Linked DNA regions of Mus musculus: regions 1, 3, 4 and 5 are each linked to region 2. Evidence: chromatin contacts called from public HiChIP or PLAC-seq data. All regions are on one chromosome and are shown on one strand. The core of a region is the stretch at or near the end of the contact, and the rest is flanking DNA. Distances in the headings are between cores, read along the strand shown. Region 1 has its middle 35 kb from the start of Gm40110. Region 2 has its middle 20 kb from the start of Tspan2. Region 3 has its middle 6.2 kb from the start of Gm40110. Region 4 has its middle 18 kb from the start of Gm40113. Region 5 has its middle 48 kb from the start of A230001M10Rik.

Region 1 (2,700 bases), core at 130-2,629, 380 kb before region 2:
AATTAGCCAGGGAGAAAGTAACCAGCAAGAAGGCCATACACCATGGGATGGGGACAGAATTGAGTTGCTATAACAATGACGTCATCGTGTCATACCGTGTGCCATATGCCATGTGCTCACATGACTACTCAGCACTGTAGGTGACTTGCAGTGTCCTGGAGAGTGGCTTCACAACCTATCTCTCGTTATAGCAACTTAATTCTGTCCCCATCCCATGGAACCTGTATGTGAGGGGGTTCAGTATAGAAACTGCTGACATGACCAGTCCATGATACGGGTAAAGTTTTTATTGTGGATATAAGAGAAAAAAAAACAAAAAACAAAAACAGAGGCATCTGGAAGATTCCAGAGCATAAAGAAAGAAGCAGACTGGATATGGCCAGGGATAGGAAACTATAAGAATGGAAGACAATAGAGAAGATGGGGAGATGAAAAGAGAGCGAGAGAATGGGGGGGGAGACAGAGGCAGACAGACAGACAGACAGACTGACTGACTGACTGACTGATAGAGAGGAAGGGAGGGAGGGAGGGAGAAAGAGCGAGAGAGAGAGAGAGAGAGAGAGAGAGAGAGGTGGGAAGAAGGGAGGGAGGGAGGGAGAGCAAGAGAATAGTAAGAAAAAGAGAATAAGTGTAGAGAAGAAAGGTTTCTAAGGAAGGTGCGCAGCTGCAGTCAGGGAGAGGCAAGGAGACCGGTGCAGTGGCTAGCTTTTATGTAACAGTAAATCCTCTCATAGTCCAGATAGAGCTGGGCCTATACTCAAGTTTGGACAAGTCGCTGTAGAGCATCCTAGTTTCTGTTACAAGTTGACTGTTGTGAGGCTTCCTGGTATGTGTGTGTGTGGTTTTGTGTGTGTATATGAGTTTGCGCGTGTGTGCACGCGTGCGCACACACACACACACACACACACACACACACACACACACAAAAGAATGGATTTCCTAAGCTATCCTCAGTGATAATGAGGATAATTTTCTTACTCCTGTAGTGCCTGACTGAACAGTGCAAAGAGGGCTGAATGGGCAGTGACTCCAGACAGCTGTGTCAGGAGGTGAATGGAAGTGTGGGTGTGAGTGCACGGGGGGGGGGGGGTGTCAGGGAGTGGCTGCTGTTGTTGTGTGTGCACTGGAGTGGGCTCCATGCACACAGGGCTCATGAACGTCCCCCCAGGATCCTCTCTGCCCCCTCACTCTGTAAGGCTTTTGATCACCAGCCACAGCTAGATTTCAACTGCAATAACCCTTGGCATGAGTAAGCTAGAGCCTCTCACCCAAATCTAAGCCACTTTCATTTCTGTTCTCTGATCTCATCTGTCTCGGGTGCCTGGTGTGTCATTAACACGTGCAGCATGAGCTGTCACGGCACTCACCTCCGTAAGTGTGAGAACTTGGAGAAACGTGAATGAGAGGTATAGAGTAATAAAGGCCCGTTCTGGGCCAAGTGCTGGGGCTAGGCCCTGAGTGTGTGCCAATGAGTCACCCCCTCCCTGCCCTGCATGCTTAACTGTCCAACTCGGGAGCAGGAGCTGCCGATGACGAATGGTGACTTGGAGGAGAAGGTAGAATTCCTCCAGGTGCAGCAGGAAAAGCAGGCCCCTGGAGGCCCCGGGAGAGCATGGGGTGGGCGGGCGTGATAAAAGGTGCTGAGTTTCTTGGTGGGTGGCAGGGAACTGACAGCCACCTGTCCACCTACAGTGCTGTTCACTTTGGCTAAGAAATCCATCACACCAGAATCACTTAGAGAAATGTTAGAAAATCAGACTCTAGAGAGGTTGAGACCACAGCCGAAGGCTTCCCTCAGCCTCCCTCAGACAGTGTCTGAAGTGAGGCAACAGAATTCACTGTAGGGCTGAGAAATGCCTGGACTATACAAAATGGGCTCACAGGCATCATGTTGTTCCCTAACTATGTTAGCAAGAGCCAGATGGGATGTGTGCTCACCCATAGGTGCTGGAGCTATGGCTTCGAGACTCCTGTCTCAGCAAGGATAGGCACAGCGAGAATTAGAAGAGGCCTTGTTCTCCATAAGCCTGTGAGGAGGAGGGCACCAGGTGAGCACTTGGCACTCTGTTGTCACCGTGGTAGCCAGAGCTAGCACGGGGCTATTTGAAAAGAACATTTCAGACAGGCAAGAGGCCCTGGTGGAAGTAAGAATACCTCAGTCCCACTTGGGAGGGAGAAGAAAGCAATCATGGGGGCAGAGGGAGGAAGAAACCCAGGTAGAAGAGAGGACAGGGAGGGGAAGAGGGGAACATGGTCAGGTATGGGGGGGGGGACAGAACTGAAGTCCTGAGGGCCAGCAGAAAGAATGGAAACAGGCGACCTTGGGAGGTAGGAGGTGGGGGGACCCTCTAGAATGTACCAGAGACCTGGGAGGTGAGAGACTCTCAGGACTCAAAGGGAGGGACCTGAGATGAAATACCCTACAGTGGGGAGAGGGAACTTGTGGAGCCCACCTCCAGTGGAAGGATAGGGTATCAAATGGAGGGATGGGGTTGCTATCCCACAGTCAGAACTCTGACCCAGAATTGTTCCTGTCTGAAAGAACTGCAGGGATGGAGATGGAGAAGAGTTTGAGGGAAAAGAGGTCCAGTGACCAGCCCAACTTGGAATCCAGCTCAAGGGGAGGCTCCAAGACCTAACACTATACTGGTGCTATGGTTTGCTTACAGACAGGAGCCTAGCATGACTGTCCCTTGAGAG
Region 2 (2,700 bases), core at 137-2,636:
CTGACCAGAAGCTGCCCTTGTGCTGGGTAAAGCACAAATCACCTGTGGGAAACATCGTCCAGAATACAGCGTCAGCCCCAGCCTCATCTCCAACACTGTAGACACCCAACACACTGCAGATGTGATAAGTGGGGGGGGGGGATCACAAACCATGTCATAATGCAGACAAAGACAAAATAAAATGTTTGCTTAGAATCTACAGATGCTCGGGGCCTGCTGAGTGACACAGGCCATTGGAAAGCCGGAGTCTCTGAGCCATCTCTGTGCGCTCCTGGCTGAATCCCTCCCTGGCACACACAGTTTGAAGTATTGAGGGGACGGCCCAGGGACTGGCAGCCAGCTATTTATATTCTAGCTGGAGCAGAAGCAATGCACCCTGGGAGAGAGTCCCGAGTAGTACCTATGGGGGTAAGAAAGGCTTGAGTCACACAAATGAGGAGGAACCCAAGAGACAGTGCGTGCTTACAATATAGAGTAGTGGGCGGTGGCCTTTATTCTTTGGAAAGAAGCTTTGGGGAACCTATGACCTCTAGGACTTTAAGAACATGGGAACCTGAAAGGCAAGGAAAACAAGAAGCCCAGACAAGAGACGGAGCATGAGCTGAAGATGTAGACGCCTCCTAAGGCGGTGGCTCTCAGCCTTCCTGATGCTGTGACCCTTTAATACAGTTCCTCGTGGTGTGGTGACCCCCAGCCATAAAATTATTTTATTGCTACTTTATGACTTTAATTTTGCTATCTTTATGAATTGTAATGTAAATTTCTACGTCTTCCCATGGTCTTCTGCGACCCTGCGAAAGGGGTTGAGTCTCTATTCAAAGGCTGAGAGCCCCTGCCCTAAGGGCTGAGACAAGCCTCTGAAGCTGGTAACAGGAGCCCAGGACCACTGCTCTAGGACAGTTCAGCAATGTAAATAAGAAGGAAACTTAGCCTCTCCAACCCTGAGGACCTCAAGTGGCCGGTAGCTCTCAGTAGACTGATGAAACCCTTCCACTTCCTCAGCCCTGAAGGGACTCCAGTCTCTGGTGACCTGCTGTAAAAAGCCTGAGAGTGTCAAGGCACCTAAGGTGGATTCAGCTCCCACCGCGATCAGAAGTATCCATGCTGCCTGCTCAGAGGAGGCCAGGAAGGCTGGGAGTGGCCTTAACAAAAGGCCCAAGTTCTCAGAAATTAGAAAGCATTGCGTGCTAAACCACGTTGATTGCTCCATAAACCGACTCCCTTAATGCATAAACAGCAGTGTGAACTGAGCACTGATGGCTACCGATCTTGGACCCACTCGCGTGGACAGTCAATGTCTTGTTGAGGAGACGTGAGACAAGCACTCCCAGACAATGAGTTCTTGAGTTCATGAGATACACGCAACTTGTCAAGTCCTTGCAATGCTTCTTTCTGACAGCAGGGGGGAGCCAACACCTGGTAAACGCCCGGGCACACTAAACCTTGCCGGTGCAGAAGAAACTGCCAAAGAAACAACCAGGAAATGATACCTTGGAAAGAACTGAAACCCAAGCAGGCTGGAAATGGAGGCAGCTCAGGCCCAGGTTTTGTAGGTGTTGCGGCCAAGATTATCGATCCCCCGAGTAAAGCAAATGTCAGCTGGGGAAGTCCAGGCTGGCCTTTAGGGTGACTGTTGCTCCGTATCTTACTCTAGCACCACAGACAAACACAATCTATTTCCTCTTTCTTTCTGTCGTGTCTGAGCTCACTCCGGTCAGGGCTAAGCCAAGCTCAGAAGAGGCAAAGACCTCAGGAAGGAAGTGGAAGGGGATTGGCTGGCTTCTTCCAGTTCAGCCTTACTGCTTGTCACTAACGTGTCTCCTCATATTCAAATTCCAACCATCCGGCTTTCTCCTCTTACTGCAGTATGTGGAAGTGTTCTACCTGGAAGAGAAAAGCTCAGGCGATCTCTCTATGCTCCCATTTTCTCCTTTGTGAAAGGAATATAAATATAAATATATTCGATGACAAAAAAGAAACCTGGACCGTGAGAGGCACGCCTCCAAGAGGTGAGAACAGAAGAAGCTACGAGAGCCTCCTTCTATCTCAGGTGTCCACCTCTGCCAGAAAGGGAGCCGGAGCTGAGCACTGGACCGACAGCCGACAGGCCTCGCGCTGGTCCCAGCTCTGCCTTTAATACCTTCATAGAGCTGGCTGAATCCTTTACCTCTTAGCATGACCAGAAGCTGTCCCTGTTCTGGGACCAGAGGAAGGCAAATGTGGGAACCCCGTGAGAGCACAGGCTCTTAGCTGTGTGACCTTGAATGTGTTGCTTAACCTTTCCTAGCCTCAGGTTCCTCTTCATCAAACGAGAAGTGGGGGGATGGAATGAGATGAGATTTAGTGGGTCCTTAGTGGTGACAAGTGATAGCATATCCCCTCACCACATTAAATAATAGATGGAGGCGCACCAGTTGGCTGGTGCCTGCAAAGTGTCAGGCATTATAATGAATTTCAAAAGTCATAAAATGATAAATTTTTTTGGATTTTATGCTCATTTAGCAGTTTTCTGCTTGCTTTGACAGTCATTTCTTTGCACATTTACCAGAAACAGGTAATATTCAGCAAGACACACTTCACTATCATTTAAAGGATGAAAATACTAAGATTCAAGGAGATTAAATGAATTAGCTAAAGTCCAGCCACTCAGGAAAAGAACCAGGAAAAAACGACTCTTCATAACTCTAATTACTACCTTCA
Region 3 (2,700 bases), core at 71-2,570, 350 kb before region 2:
AGGATTAAGCAAAAAGTGAGACCTCAAGGGTAGTTTGGTCAGGAAGCATGGAATACACGTACTGTTCATGTAGATAGAGACCTATATGTGGTTAAAATTTCATCTGTAAAGACAGGGGCGCTATTGCAGATGTTCCACTCCCTAATATAAAGCATAGCCAGATCCTGTCCTCTTAGCCAGGCTTCATGCTAAGCACATTGCTAGGAGTGTCTCATTGAAGTGTCTCATCCAAGCTTTATCGAGTAGGTAAACTAGGTATTACCCCTAGTTTACAGGCAATAAAAGCCAAAGTTAAGTAGTCACCTACATCATCGAGTTGAAAAAATGATCAAGATAGGATCAAAGGCCATAAATATGACCCTGAACTAATACTATAGCCACATATAGGTTCCCTTATTAATTAAATTAAATAGATTTTAGATGTATGTTCAGCACCAAAACCAAGCACTTGGCTAAGATCCATTAGTGGTCAGTAAATGGCTCGATGGCAGCATGTTATCATGCCACAATAACAAGCATTTTATCTTGTATCATGCGTGAGTATAAGAAAAATGGTTCACTTAGTAAGATGCAGGGATTTCATAACAGAATAATTCCCAACCTCTCGGTGAATGATAGATAATTTTAGGAGGTTGTAGCCAGGATAAATGAAAGATCCAGGACCAAGTCCTTCACATGCTAAGCTGTAGGGCTTCACTAGCAGTCCTTTTTGGAGTCCCTTGGATAGCAACATTAAATTAAATTAATTAATTACTATTATACATTTTTCTTTAATAAAGATTACTCTTCCAGTATATAAATAATACAAAAATTTGGAAACTGCAGTAAAGTAGTAAGAAAAGAAATCAAGACAATTTTACTGTTTGACAGGCAATTTATTAACTTTTTTTTGTAATAAAATTGAGATTTTTTTAAATTTGATTTCCTGATAGCATGAGTGACCTTCAAATTCCCATGTACCTGAGTCACCAGATTTCTAAATCTGGTCCCTTTGACCAGGGGCACAGAGAGGGCCTATGATTGGCTGATGCTTAACCCTGAGTCTCAGGGGTACAGTAAGATAGATACTGGCAGGGCAGTGGCCAGCCAGGCTTCTCTGGACAGGATGACAGAGGCCTTGCTATCTCAGGGAAAAAATGCTCAGCACTGAGCCAGTATTCTGCACAAGGGTCGACCCAGTCCAGAAGGAAGTTTTCCTGGGCCCCGTTCCCACTCTCGTGGTCACATCACGGTGACACAGCAGGAAGCTGCGCCTCCCCAGAGCCCAGGTCTCTCACAGGAAAGTGCTGTCAGGGGTTTCCACATGGCCATCAGTCCAGGCACGTGGGGTTAGCAGCAGCATTCCAGCCTGCACTGTTTATCCACAGGCTGGACTGGGGCCTCAGGACTGGGCTAGGGCACTTCCTCCATGCCATTCTGATGCACTGCTGAAGCCTACTGTGGGGACAAATACCAGATCTGTGCTGAGCCTTACCAGACAGATTTCTTTGTGTTGATGTGAAAACCCACCTTTCAAGATGTTGCTAAAAATGACAGACATGAAGAAGTGTGTAATTGGGCTTTTTACCATTTTGTGGATTCTTTTTCTTTCCCACCTGTCTCCACCCCTCTCCTTCCACACTTTCAATCCCTTAACATTAGGTAGGAGAGAAAAAAAGTCAGAGGGAAAAGGGGGTGATGACATGGTTAGATTACTCCTTGACTCCTTGATACCTAGGGGTGTTGAGTTCCTTGGGGCAAGTTTGATTTTTGCTGTCCGGGTATCTAATTTCTTCTTTTCGTCCCTTCATACATGACTTGACAAACCTCAACAAACTGCACCTAACAGCAACCACCTACCAACCGGCCAACCAGCAGCAGCCCCTTCTATGGGGAAGGGGGTGGCTCTAGCATTTGTATATCCTCTGAAAAGTCCCCTGAATTTCAAATGTCACACACTCACAGAAATCATCTGCAGCTGGCAAAACCACGCCCTTGCTAGAGCACAAGGCAAATCACAGTCACCTGCTGTGAAGCAGCCCATATCACCATACCTGGGATTAAAACAAAAACATACGTATATTCTGCGGGTGTTTGTTTGTTTGTTTGTTTTTTAAGAAACCAAAATTCTCGCTGCAGAAATGTATCTTCCAACTGAAAGAAATATGTCTTAAAGCCTTGGGCATCTTCCTTTTGCTGGATATTGCCCCATGGCCTGAGTGAAAAGGGCTCTCTTGTGCACTGGTCTTATCTCCAGAAAGAATTCTGCTGTCTGTGGATGCTGTAATGCCAGGCAAGAGTGTTGGAATCTAGTCTGTCATCCTGGGTTGACCTGCATGTTGCTCAAGAGTGGAAGCACAGAGATAGAGGGAAGTGTAGAGGAGGGATCGAGAAGTTCTCTCAGCTCCCACATCCAGTGCTGGGAATTGACTGTCATCTTACTTCTTTGAGTTCTTGGCTTCCTCCCAGGTTTCTTTCTTCCAATAGGCTACTTTTTTTTCTCATTGATGCTGTCAGTCCAAGGTCATTAAGTAAACATGATAATGAGCTTTCTGAACCATAGGATTCTAAGACCCCATTTGAGTCCTCTTTATTTCAGGTGACATTTTATTACCTCACCATCTTTGGAGCCTGTAGACCTGTATGCATTATGTTCAGGAACTCAGGTAATCAGAGTGGCAGCCTACTACAACCAGCTATGGGTGTTATCTGACTGTCTAG
Region 4 (2,833 bases), core at 57-2,556, 500 kb after region 2:
TGTAGGCGATATTTTTTAAATTTATTTTTATTAAGTTCTTATGCCTCTACCTCGCTTTCAACCTTTATCCACCCTAACCCCTCCCAACCCCGCACCAGCAGGTAGGAGAGAAAGCTTAGAGTGGGAAGGGGGCATAGACCTTTATATGCTACTCCTGCTGATGGGGCATTGGGTCCTTGGGGCAAGTCCAAGCTTTGTCATCAGGATAACTCCAACTTCTCATCTCTTTGCGCATGAACACTTGACAAACTGCAATGACAGCAACCAGGAGGAGAATGGGGAAGAACAGCCTCCTTCCTCTTTGGCATGCCTCTGGCTCTCTCCGGGTTCTGCATTTATACCCTCCAGAGTCCCCAGAATTAAACTATTTGCAGCTGGCAGAGATCACTCCCCTGCCAGTGCACAAGGCAAATCGTAAACACCAGCTGTGAAACAGCCGCTTATTCCACACCTGGGATTAAAACAAAAACATGTTCACATAACACAACTGTGTTTTGAAAGAAACCAAGATTCTCACTACAATCCATGGTCCCCAGGAACCCAGGCTCAGAGAAGGAAGAGGCCGGAGCGCTGTCATCAGTCAGAGAAAGAACTTGATTCCCAAGACAATAGTTCACGAGATTCTAACAACTGACCAGGCCACTTGGCAGGAAAGACTAGAGCAGAGACAAGGATGGATCAAAGTGGGGGGACCACTTCTTTATGTACGCCTCTTAACGTCTACTTAAACCTCGTGTCAGAACCCCAAATATGGACTTGGAAGAGGTCACTGGATCTCTTTGCCTGTCTTCCCAATGTGTGTACTTTAAATAAACCTCCTTTCTGTTTTGGGGGCATTGAGCACAGGAGGACAAGCCACGCTTGTGCAGCATTCAGGACCCAGGCTTTTGACCCTAACAATTCTGGCAACACTTCCTCTAACCAAGTCCTCCTACCTACTTCCTAGTTTCTGGCAAATGATGACTCTATCAACAGATTAATCCACCGAGTAGATGGCTCTTCATGGCAGTGGCTTCCCCAGAGCCCTACCTCTGAATACTGTAACAGGACCAAATCCCAACACAGAGGTAAAAAAAAAAAAAAATACACAGGAATATTACCAGGTATATGCATCCATAAAGCCCATTGCCTTAGCACATCTGTATTGTATTTCAAACTAAATGAGGAAACAGAGATTGGCAAAGTAATTGATTGACAGTTGTACCAGAGCTGGAGCAGGGGCGATGGACAGAGAGCTCAGAAGCCCTGTGAGTACACATGGAAATGAATGGAAATGTCCAAGCTCAGGATTAGCTTTAGGGAGAGAGATCAACTGTACTCAGGGTGAATCGAAGGGTGGGCAAAGGTCGTTGGTTGAAGGCTAATGACCTCACTAGCATGGGGAGGCTTTCCAGGAATCAGAGCTGCTTGCTGAATGGGCTCTTACTGGGAGAAAGGAAGCTGAACCTGTAACCTAACCAAGGCTATGTGATGTTCTGCAGGTAGAAGGTAGAAGAGTTTGAGCTCCCCAGACAAGGTCAGAGAAGAAGCCCTACAGACAAAGGGAGTCTGACATTTTGCACTGAGCTCAGGGCCTTCTGCTAATGTCAGACTTTGACCTTAGCAGCAAGGTTTCCCCATAGTACCACAATCTCAGTCCAAAGGCAACGGTCTAAAGCCCACTGGGGCAGCACATACCAGGTTCTACAGACTTACACAGGAAATGAGAATCACATCTTTCCTCGTCAGCCACGTTTGATCCACAGGGAAAAAAAAAGAGTTCAAAACCCGCCGCACTGAGAAAAGAGGACTGTCTGTCTGAGGAGGGAGTTTCAGAGCCAAATATAGGTTTGTTACATTATCTTTTTTGATCATTGTTAATTACTTAATAGACATTTTGATTGTTTGTTTATTTATTTGTTTGTTTGTTTGTTTTTTTGAAATAGGGTTTCTCTGTGTAACACTGGCTATCTTGGAACTCATTCTGTAGACCATACTGGCCTTGAATTCACAGATATCTGTTGGGAGCTATTAAGACAACACTATTGTCCTGATCTCTGAATTGGGCCTCCCCCACCCCAGAAGAAAAGAGGGTCAAAAGCGGGCCACCAACGCACTGCTCGGAGAACAACCACAGGTTGTTCCAGCCCTAAATCAGCGCCAGATGTCCTGACCACACCCTGATACCGCCAAGTTCCTGCTTCCCCATGTAACTGCTTAAAGAATGTGCAATTCTATTGCCGCACCCCTCCCGCTGATAAGTACCTGTACTTCCCCTTTTGCTTGTGCATTTAAACCTTGGGCCTGGCTAATACAGTGGAACCTTGATGTTACTCAGAATGTTTCCCTGTCGTTCTTTACACAAGGTTCTCGTCTCTCTCTACCCCCCTATTTGGTTCTTAGGAGAAGGTCCCCTCGAGACCCTCGAATAACTGGACCTGCTGGATGGGTCAGATATCCACCTGCTTCTGCATGCCAAGTGTTGGGATTAAAGACATGTGCTGCTACTACTACCACGCAGCAATGTCTTCCTAAGAGAGTGAATTAGATGAAATCCTGGAGTAGAATTTAAAAGAATGGTGATGAGAATGCTTAATGTAATCAAAGAGGAGGCAAACAAACTCCTCAGTGAATTCTTGACTGTGTTCATTGTCCTTGTGGGGGGACAGGGAGAAGGACAGGAGGGGGCGACAACGACACTAACATGATGCACTGACTACAAGCAAAGCAACAAGAAAAGAACGGATTGACAAAATTAACAGGAAATAATATTAGATTCACCTTTAAAATGTAACTCTTTTGTAATCATTAATAACAACCTCAGCTGGGCAGTGGTGGCTCACACCTTTAATCC
Region 5 (2,857 bases), core at 89-2,588, 400 kb before region 2:
GTATATGTATACATATATGCATGCATATACATCTCTATATAAAAATTTTAAAATTATTGTTTGCAATAAGTGCACTGCCTGAATGTGTGTATGTGTACCATAGGTATATACTGCACTTATTGATGTCAGAAGAGGGTATTGGATACCATGGAGTTACACACAGCTGTGAGCTGCCATGTAGGAGCTGAGAAACAGAGCCCCAGGTCATCTGTAAAAATAACTAACTCTATCAACCACAGAGCCAACTCTCCAACTCTGTTCTTCCATCTAAGTTTAGTCAGAGAGTAAGGATTCCCACTAGGAAAAATAGGCTCCTGGGATAGAGATATGACCTGAGAGTGACCCATCTCATTGCACTCTCGCTGACCGAAGTGGAAATCCCCAGGCCCTACTGTCCACAGCACTAGAGGTCCCTGTCCCAGCCCAAGGACAATGTAACCATGGCAATCCTTGGTGCCATCTAAAAGAAGTCAATCGCAGGGAGTGTAAGAAGAGGGTTAGGGCTGTTTGAGAATGGATGTTATCTGACTTCCCACAGATTTACATTCAGTTCAAAGCCCTGAGGACCCCTGTGTGAAAAACAGTGCATTAGGGAAAGAGGATGAGAAGAAACGAGGATTGGGTGGGAAAGGACATGGGCCAGGGAAGAGAGAGCAGAGGCAAGAGGAGCCGTGGAGACTGGGAAGTCCAAAAGAGGCAAAGGCTTTCTGTGGGGTTAACGTTCCTTGCGGGACCTTGGTCGGCTCCAAGCGTGCTCCGCCCCTAGGTGGTGCTGTGTAGTCAGCAAGAGCAGGAAACAACCATTGTTGGAAGCAAGATATTTCTCTTTGATACGAGGGCTGGCTGGACTCTGCTCTCCCATACTACTCTAGATGAACCCAGGAGTTGGTCCCTGTCTGCCTCCATTCTCCTTACTCTTATCCCATCCTCTAGGAACTTTCTGGATACTGCGTCCTGGATGCTCTCAAGAAATCCATTAAATGGGCAGTGTTACCTTTTATTATCTTTTATCCGTAGATGAAAATAACGTGCCCGAAACTCGGAGTGAGAAGCTCAAAGTTTCTCTGCCCGGAGAAGGTTTAAATTCAGATCTGGGGACAATTTACGAGCCTACGGGGTTAGCTCATGCTGGACTCCCGAAGGCCACCTCTGGGACTCTGAACCTCGCTGGTGTATCTTTCCTGCGGGCTTACATGGGGCCAGCCTGGCGGCCACCTGGCTCTCTATCAATCAAGCAGCCTTGATGGAGCGGGGACCACATTGTGTACAGAGCCCTGCCCCAGCCCTTGGCAGAGGGAGTCACAGGTGGCTTGTCAGGAGGGAGGTGGATTACTGTGAGTCATTCCTTCCCCAAGGAACCTATGGCAGATTCCTTGCTCATTGGTCACTAGGGTGACACAGCTGAGTGTGAGTAACCAGAGAGGGGGAGGGGCAAAAGGGAAGAAGAGCGGGAACTCTCTAAATCATCGCAGCTGTGAGGCATCCTAAAACAAGGAAGGTTTCTTTTCCAGTTCAATTTAAACCTGTCAAGACCTGTGGACGTTACAGGCCAATGACCCAAGAAGTAAATGGAATTTTTATATAATTATTAATTGGCACCGAAATTGTACAAATTCCGAATTAAAAAATATATATTAGTCAATGTTATTAGGGTGTAACAGTAATCTTTAAAAAGAAAACATAGCTGTAGAGAGCATTGACGAATGTATTCCACATTGGGGGTGGTGAAAAGCAGAAAGGAAGAGGAAACAGAAGCAGAGGAAAAGAAGGGAGAGAAAAGAGAAAGGAAAAAATCTGCCCTGGGGGTCCCACTGGGCTATGTGTCTGGCCCTGGGACCTCTGGCCTCTGCTTTGTCTATTTCTCCTCTACATGGCTACAGGTTTTCTCTCTCTGCATTCATATTTTGCCAGGTGCTTAACATAGAGGCAGACACACAAGACTTCTAAAAGGCACTTGCCTATCAACACTGCTATCAAACTTGCAGGGAAAGAAAACAGGATTCAAAGGTGTATTATTTTTCCCCATGCTTACTGGCAGCAAGCATAGTGATTTTTCACTGTGCTTTAAAAAAAAAAAAAGATTGATTGGTTAATTATCAATTCAGGTTATAACCTGCACCAAGCACTTCTTTAGACAGTTACTAAGTGGCTGAGTGAGTTTTCTGGAGTTGAGTAGATATGGGATAGAGGCAAGCCAACTGCAAGTTTGATAGCAGTGTTGATAGGCAAGTGCCTTTTAGAAGTCTTGTGTGTCTGCCTCTATGTTAAGCACCTGGCAAGTTGCAGAAGTAATAAAGAAAGAATTAAGGAGAAAAACGAGATCGAGATGATATATAATTATGCTTCCTTACCTTTAAGCTCTTCAAGGCTCATCAAACAAAGGGCACGCTCATCTTGCACGAGGAAAAGAGGGCCGCTTCTGATACATCTGGTGAATTCATCTGTTGTCAGAGAAGGTGCAGCCAAGGGTCCAGAGGAATGACCTTCTCTAGGCTCTTTCTGCAAACTGTCTGCGTTTTATCAATGGTCTTGACTTCATAAAACAAAACAGCATGAGAGGCAGTTATCCAAGCGCGTGAGCTTCCAACTGTCAGGATACAGACAGGCAAGAGTCCTGGAGGCAAGCAGCCTGTGACCTCAGACATAGGAGGCCCTCAGATTCATTTGCTTCGGGTGTTGAAATCAAGCAAGAAAGCAGTTACTGTTGAGTGTTAGTGCTATTCCAACCTCAATGAGATTTTATCTATGGGGAGAAAGATTAGGGGAGACCAAATTTATTGTCATTCAGAGGAAGTATTTATAAACTTGGCAGAGTCTCATGCGAGAGAGTAGAACAAAGGCTGCCAAACAGATTCAT

Evidence for each region. HiChIP or PLAC-seq counts read pairs in DNA pulled down with a chosen protein or histone mark.
Region 1: a FOXA1 HiChIP or PLAC-seq map of pancreatic cancer cells shows a contact between it and region 2. The contact joins two enhancer-like sites. A contact is called at or near these places in 1 of 484 Hi-C or Micro-C datasets (cranial neural crest), 3 of 115 datasets of contacts at active chromatin or transcription factors (embryonic stem cells and pancreatic cancer cells) and 1 of 9 other capture datasets (embryonic stem cells).
Region 3: a contact with region 2 is called in a FOXA1 HiChIP or PLAC-seq map of pancreatic cancer cells. The contact joins two enhancer-like sites.
Region 4: a contact with region 2 is called in an H3K4me3 HiChIP or PLAC-seq map of bone marrow-derived macrophages, with 7 times the contacts expected there. The contact joins two enhancer-like sites. A contact is called at or near these places in 2 of 115 datasets of contacts at active chromatin or transcription factors (bone marrow-derived macrophages and extraembryonic endoderm stem cells).
Region 5: a contact with region 2 is called in a FOXA1 HiChIP or PLAC-seq map of pancreatic cancer cells. The contact joins two enhancer-like sites. A contact is called at or near these places in 1 of 15 datasets of contacts at CTCF or cohesin (the NIH/3T3 cell line), 1 of 484 Hi-C or Micro-C datasets (cranial neural crest), 2 of 115 datasets of contacts at active chromatin or transcription factors (embryonic stem cells and pancreatic cancer cells) and 1 of 9 other capture datasets (embryonic stem cells).

Annotation. Positions count from the first base shown.
Region 1 is chr3:102,336,757-102,339,456 of GRCm38.p6, forward strand. No RefSeq gene overlaps it. Among named protein-coding and RNA genes, the nearest start is that of Gm40110, 35 kb to the right of the region's middle. Within about 2 kb of position 1,380, at least 57 of the 459 cell types and tissues checked have an H3K27ac peak or open chromatin away from gene starts, as enhancers often do. A contact at or near this core is called in pancreatic cancer cells, where this site is marked.
Region 2 is chr3:102,713,780-102,716,479 of GRCm38.p6, forward strand. No RefSeq gene overlaps it. Among named protein-coding and RNA genes, the nearest start is that of Tspan2, 20 kb to the right of the region's middle. Within about 2 kb of position 1,387, at least 195 of the 459 cell types and tissues checked have an H3K27ac peak or open chromatin away from gene starts, as enhancers often do. A contact at or near this core is called in bone marrow-derived macrophages and pancreatic cancer cells, where this site is marked.
Region 3 is chr3:102,365,146-102,367,845 of GRCm38.p6, forward strand. No RefSeq gene overlaps it. Among named protein-coding and RNA genes, the nearest start is that of Gm40110, 6.2 kb to the right of the region's middle. Within about 2 kb of position 1,321, at least 54 of the 459 cell types and tissues checked have an H3K27ac peak or open chromatin away from gene starts, as enhancers often do. A contact at or near this core is called in pancreatic cancer cells, where this site is marked.
Region 4 is chr3:103,213,450-103,216,282 of GRCm38.p6, forward strand. No RefSeq gene overlaps it. Among named protein-coding and RNA genes, the nearest start is that of Gm40113, 18 kb to the left of the region's middle. Within about 2 kb of position 1,307, at least 26 of the 459 cell types and tissues checked have an H3K27ac peak or open chromatin away from gene starts, as enhancers often do. A contact at or near this core is called in bone marrow-derived macrophages, where this site is marked.
Region 5 is chr3:102,309,158-102,312,014 of GRCm38.p6, forward strand. No RefSeq gene overlaps it. Among named protein-coding and RNA genes, the nearest start is that of A230001M10Rik, 48 kb to the left of the region's middle. Within about 2 kb of position 1,339, at least 56 of the 459 cell types and tissues checked have an H3K27ac peak or open chromatin away from gene starts, as enhancers often do. A contact at or near this core is called in pancreatic cancer cells, where this site is marked.